Regions from separate parts of the Mus musculus genome. Here region 2 is linked to region 1. A link is a contact called in public Micro-C data. All regions are on one chromosome and are shown on one strand. Each heading gives the region's core, a stretch centred on a gene start, on an enhancer-like site or on the middle of the called end of the contact. The rest is flanking DNA. Distances are from core to core; before and after follow the strand shown. Region 1 holds the start of Kcnk6 (potassium inwardly-rectifying channel, subfamily K, member 6). Region 2 holds the start of Zfp84 (zinc finger protein 84).

The links. Hi-C and Micro-C count contacts between places; a contact is called where the count stands out from the background.
Region 2: a contact with region 1 is called in a Micro-C map of B cells, with 4 times the contacts expected there. The contact joins the promoter of Zfp84 here to the promoter of Kcnk6 in region 1. A contact is called at or near these places in 2 of 39 promoter capture datasets (hippocampal neurons and liver), 3 of 484 Hi-C or Micro-C datasets (B cells, CD4 T cells and forebrain) and 2 of 115 datasets of contacts at active chromatin or transcription factors (both in embryonic stem cells).

What each region holds. Positions count from the first base shown.
Region 1 is chr7:29,230,945-29,233,866 of GRCm38.p6, forward strand. Kcnk6 (potassium inwardly-rectifying channel, subfamily K, member 6) reads right to left here and starts at 1,578. Exons shown (of 3, transcript NM_001033525.3): 1 at 1,218-1,578. The coding sequence starts at 1,539.
Region 2 is chr7:29,767,241-29,770,276 of GRCm38.p6, forward strand. It overlaps Zfp84 (zinc finger protein 84), which reads left to right and starts at 1,312. Exons shown (of 5, transcript NM_023750.2): 1 at 1,312-1,455. Gm38983 (a long non-coding RNA gene) reads right to left here and starts at 1,013. Exons shown (of 2, transcript XR_881933.3): 1 at 1-1,013.

The DNA of each region.
Region 1 (2,922 bases), core at 328-2,827:
AGTCTAGAGAAGAGATAGGAGTCCCATTCATGAGTTTAGGTGTTTTGTTTTTTGAAGTACTAAGGGTTGAACTCAGGATCTCACGCATGCTAGGCAAGTGTTCTACCACCGAGCTACACCTCAGCCCTCCTCACTTGAGCTGAAAGAGACCCTCACTACCAGTCCTTGGTGTGAAAAGGGCAAGAGAAAAAAAAAAAGAAAGAAAGAAAGAAGAGAAAAAAAAAAGAAAAGAAAAAAAAGAAAAAAGAAAAGAGCAAGAGGTTTTGCTGGAGGTAGTTAGGGGTAGGAGTCTCAACTTGGAGGATTTCAAGCGGGACAGCCAATCAGCCAATGGTTCTTCCTTGAGGACGCTCTGGGTTCGCGCCATTCTTACAGCCCGCTGTAGGAGCTGCTGATCCAGGAATCTGAGTCTAGAGTGGAAAACATTGGGAGAATCCCAACAACTCAGGGGAGGTGTAAAGATGGGTGGAGGAGCCCTGTGTTAGAGTAGGAAGTCCAGGAGAGGGGGGGAGGGGGGGACCTTCAGTCAGTCTGTTAGTCCCCGGACCAGGGATCTTGCTGGAGAGTGCCCAAAGCGGAAGGGATCCTAGAACCGGTCTCAGGTCAGGCTAAGGTCTCTTCCTAGAAGACAGACCTCCAGTAATGTTGCCCTGCTATTACTGACTAGCATGCATGAAGGCCTGAGTTCAACTCACAGTTCACTGGGGCACTGAGTTCAGGAGGAAGTTAAAGTGGGCTGTTCCAGAAAGGACCTATCTGGAGCCAGAAGACAAGGCTGGAAGAGATGGTGTGCCAGCCCTATTGTAACACAGCCCCCGAGGTTAGACACCCAAGGAAAGCCCTACCAAGGCCCTTGCCAATCATCTATGATAATCCTAGGATTAAGACAAGAGTGAGCCAGGCTGGTGACCCACACCTGTAATCCCAGCATTTAGGAGGCTGAGACAGGAGGATGAAATTCCAAGCCAACCTGCGCCTAAAGGTACATGCTATCTCAAAACCAAACAAAAAGGCACCAAAGGGGATGCTGTCTGAGAAAGTATTCCAAGGGAACTGGGGTGTGTAGTACGAGGGCTCTCCAAATGAGGCAGCTGTGGCCAGTGTGGGTCAGTTGGGAATGGAGGTTGTTCTGAGAGCACCAGGACGATTGGGATGAAGGTGTATGTTAAGGGGTCCGGACACTATCTGGGACTGGGTGATGGATAGCACTCACTTACCCACGGTGGTGACAAGCGTGCTGGCGAAGAAGAGCGCCGAGGCGAAGTCCCACGCAGGGTCCGAAGCGTTGGCAGCTCCCGAGGCGTTGGCGAGCGCTGCGCGCCCCAGCCGTCCGGCCGCCAGCACCCGCTCCACGAAGGCATCCAGGGCGTGAGCCGCCACGCACGGGCTGTGCTGTAGCAGCTGCTCCCGCAGGGTCCCCAGTTCTGCCCGCAGCCGGGCTTCGTGAGGCCGCTCCAGCCGCGCCACAAGCAGCGCGCCCAGCGCCAGGTACCCGGCGTAGGCGGCCAGGGCGCTAGCCAGGAGCGCGCCCCGCCGCATGGTGCCCGTACAGCCCCGACACCCGCTGACGTGGCCCCCGCCGGCCCACCGCCCGAGGTCCGCTTTTAGTTCCGGGAGCTCCAGGCGCGGCCACCGACGCCCCGAAGAGGAAGAGGAAAAGGAAAAAGGGGGAGGAGCGGGGCTGGCGGAACGCCCTGACGCTGGGAAACTGAGGCACGCCCAAACACCTGGTGTAGGTACAGGGACACCGGAGGGTGGAGTTCGACGCTCCGGGATCGGGGAGTCAAATGGGATGGGAAGGGCTGCGGAGTCCTTTCCTGCCTGAAGTTCCTTGCAACTCTCCTCCTCGCGACTCCTTAACTCAGATCTGAAACTCTCCTCCGAAGTGGGAGCTTTCTGTTTGTAACCTTTTTTTTTTTTTTTTTTTTTTTCTCGAGACAGGGTTTCTCTGTGTAGCCCTGGCTGTCCTGTCTCACTCTGTAGACCAGGATGGCCTGGAACTTAGAAATCTGCCTGCCTCTGCACTGTACCCAGTGTTTGCTTGAGGCACTAAGACGTGGGATAAGTTGTGGGTGGGTGGGAGGGGCCTACGATTTCGGAATAATTGACCAGGAGTCAGGGGGCATTGTTGGAAGACCTCTGTCTCAATAAATAAACAATACATTGCTTACTTTCATGGTGGCGCACCCCTTTTATCCAGCACTCAGGAGGCAGAGGCAGCTATATTTCTGAGTTCAAGCCAGCCTGTGTACATAGTAAGTTCCAGGGCTACATAGTAGGACACAGTCTCAAGAAACACAGAACACACACAAAAATGAGCAAATAAATTTCGGATGTGGTTGTGGTGGCTTGCACATAATAACCTTAACATTTGAGCAATAGACTGGGCCATCACCGGCTCCAGGCCAACCTGGGCTACCTAGTGAATACCTGTCTCAAAAGGTGTGGTGGAGTGGCTGGAGAGAATAGCTAAGAGTATTAGTTGCTTCTGCAGATGACCTGGATATAGATATGTATATAGATATGTATATATCTATATCCAGGGTAGGGACTCCCTTTTCCTGGAGGCTGAGATGTTCCTACGTACATTAGAAAAGTTAAAGGTAGAGCAGCAAAGCCCCGTCTCAAAACAAAACAAAAACCAACAACAAACTAGTAAGTAGCCTAGGGGGTGGCTCACTTCTTTAATCCCAGCACTTGGGAGGCAGAGACAGAGGCAGATGGATCGCTCTGTGAGGGAAGCTTGCTCTACAGAGGGAGTTCCAGGTCAGCCAGGGTGACAAAGTGAGACATTGTCTCAATAGTAAATTAATAGGTAAAACTGAAAGCAGGGTTTCCCTTATTTTTCTCCTGTAGGTCCCCTCACGTCCCTCTATGACGTGGACTCAGTGCTCTCCTTACTGCTGTGTGGAGGGCAGACCA
Region 2 (3,036 bases), core at 62-2,561, 540 kb after region 1:
CTGGGAAATGTAGTTCAAACCGAGGAGTCCAAGCCGCAGTGCCTTGTGGGAAAAACAAGCCAGGGCACCAAATCCTCCTTCGTGTAACCCCTGCCACAACATCTGCTCTAAGCCGATTCACGGAGAATTCCTCTGGGAATTCTGTCTAGAAAGGGTCCCAGGAGGTCCCGGAAAGACCAGGAACCTAGAAATCCAAAAAGCGGAATCTGGGTTTCAGGCTGCCGGTAAACCTAGATCTTGTGAGCGAGATATTCTCTTCTCTCTCTCTCTCTCTCTCTCTCTCTCTCTCTCTCTCTCTCTCTCTCTCTCTCTCTCTCTCTCTCTCTCTCTCTTCCCCCCGGAGACAGTCTTCCTAATAAAACTCTGCTTCCACAACAACAAAATCAACCAACAATAACAAAATCCACCAAGACTTGAGGCACAGTGATGCATACTTTTAATCATAGCAAACAGAAGGCAGAGACATGGGCCAGAGTTTGAAGCCAGTATGATCGACATTGAATTCTCATTATATGAGTGAGAATATATATATATATATATATATATATACATATACATACATACATATGGAATTCCATAAAATTTGATCCAACATAAATGTTCATGATTGGCCCAACATAAGTGCTTGGAACAGAACAGACGATGCTCTTAAGAACTGAACCATCTCTCTGTTTATTTTCCTTTATGGACACAGGTCGTTAGGTAACCATGGCTTCAAACTTGTTATGTAACCGAGGCGGGCATTAAAACTCTTGATTCTCCTGCTTCTGCCTCCTGAGTGCTGGGATTACAAACATGCAATGCTCAACCCAGGCTAATGCAGCACATTTAAATTTGTGGCTATCGAGTGGTAAGTAGACTAAATATTCCAGTAAAGATAGGGCGATCTTTGCCCTATCCAGTCGTTCCCAGTCCTAACAGCCTTGTCTCATTCCTTCAGGGAGCTTGGAACACCACACTGGAGAAGCTCTTAAGAGCCCTCATATATCCGACTGTCAATAGCAGGATGAGTTCTTTACCGAGAACGCGGTCTGTGATGTCTTCTGGGAAATGTAGTCCTGAGCTGGATCACTTGCTCGGGTTCTTGCCTCGCTTCTGTAGCTGGAGTAAAGATCCACCCCCACCACAGAGCCGAAACTGCTTAAGTTTCAGAGACTTCAAGCCTTGGATCCTTGGGAAATTCCCCCTTTAGAAAACTAATCGTCCGTTCTCTAGTTTCAACAGATCTCTACTTCCTCTCTCGCACACTGAAACTCTCCTGCAGACTCTAGAAGTAGCACCGCCTTCTGGGAAATGTAGTCCACTATAAATGCTCAGCCACATGGCGGAAGTGGCTGGAAAGAGGTTGTTCCGGATCATCTCAGTGCCCTACCCGACCTAACCCGGTACTGTCCTGGTCGGTATTCGCTGGTCGTCCGAGTTCGAAGCCGTGAGATCGCAGTTTATACTTTTGAAGTGAGTCTGCCCTTGGTTTTAAGTGCTTTGTGTAAATACAGTCCTTAAGGCCTGTATTTGTTGGTCGCTGGCTGCAGGCCGGCTCTAGGGGACCCACCCGGTTTCCGGGATGGCGCTAGAGGCTTAAAGAGGGACTAAGGCGGCGGGAGTGTGACTGCATGGGCGAAAAGGTTTTTGGAGGATGTGGATTGTACAGGAGGGTGAGAGAGAGAGAGTGCGCGAAGTCAGCAGAACGTGGGTAGTAGGTGGTTACCAGATCCTCTAGTCTTGCAACGCAAAGTCGGGGGCGGGAGGTGCGGGACACCATTTATGTCAAGTTTATTTGAAAATTTGGGGGGAGGGGGGAGAAAGCTAAATAGTAGAGACGGTAAGGATTTCTGTGTTCAAGATAGATCAGTTTACCAATCAGCATGACTTTTAACTGTAGTTAGGAGTTAGATATGGTGACCCACATCTATAATTTCAGCACTCGAGCTGCGGAAGCTGGAAGTCAGTGACTTTGAGGACAGCCGTGGGAACATAGTGAGTTCCAGGCTACCGGGACCCACATAGTGAAATCCTGTCTCAGAAACGGATGAGTGTATAGAAATTGTATTTGAAAAAACGTAATTACTGTGGGTTCCTACTTTTGTGTCACACCCTCCGAGTAGCCATTTAGCCTTGTTTAGGGAACTCTTAGAAAATCTTAGCCTCTGTTGACTACCACTAGAGAAGTCAGAATTTGAAGTTCATGATTCTGGGTGATCCACTTCAGGTTCTAAAAAGACAACTTCCTCAGCTCTAGGCTTTTCTGTCAAGAAGCAGACATAGTGAGCACACGGAGTCTCCGTTGTACCCCATCTTCACCCTGTCCAGTTTATAGTTACAAAACTAGTCCTCGGTGTGGTGGGTTTAGAAGGTGGGGGCTTTTTGAAGGTAATTAAATGGGAGTAGTGCCCTGGCTCCCTGGAGCTACCTGCCTTCTCTAGGTGAGAGTGCAGTCCAGAGACTCCATCTGGGGACCGGGGAAATCGGTTTTCACTAGACACCTAATTTGTCAGTGCCACCACAACAGAGAAATAAGTTTGTTATTTATAAGCTAGTCTCTGGTATTTTGTTATAGCAGCTTAAGTGGGCTAATGGACTTTAATACTGCACCTGGCCAGTTCCTGCAGAAATTATTTGAAGTTCCTGAAATGTACTTTGTTTTTTTGTTTACGGTTTCCAGAGAGATCAAGTTCCTTTTTTTTTTTTTGGCTTGGTATGGAGGAATCCACAGAAACGCCTTTCTTCATGACATGAGGAACTCTTCCTACTGTCCTAGTAAAAGGGAGTGTGGGGTGAGATAGAATTGGTTAGTCCTGGGGTGAGGTGCATGTGGAGGTTTTGAAGATGATTGAACCTGTTCATGGTAACACCGAAGAGTGAGTAGCCTAGAGGCACGGCTTTGAACTTTGGACAGAATTTCATTTTATTCATCTGTCTAGTGTCTAGATAGATGGCTCGGTGGTTAAGAGCCGTGGCTACTCTTCAGAGAGTCTGGGTTCAGTCCCTAGTACCCACACTCATAGCTGTCCATAGCTCCAGTTCCAGCAGATACAG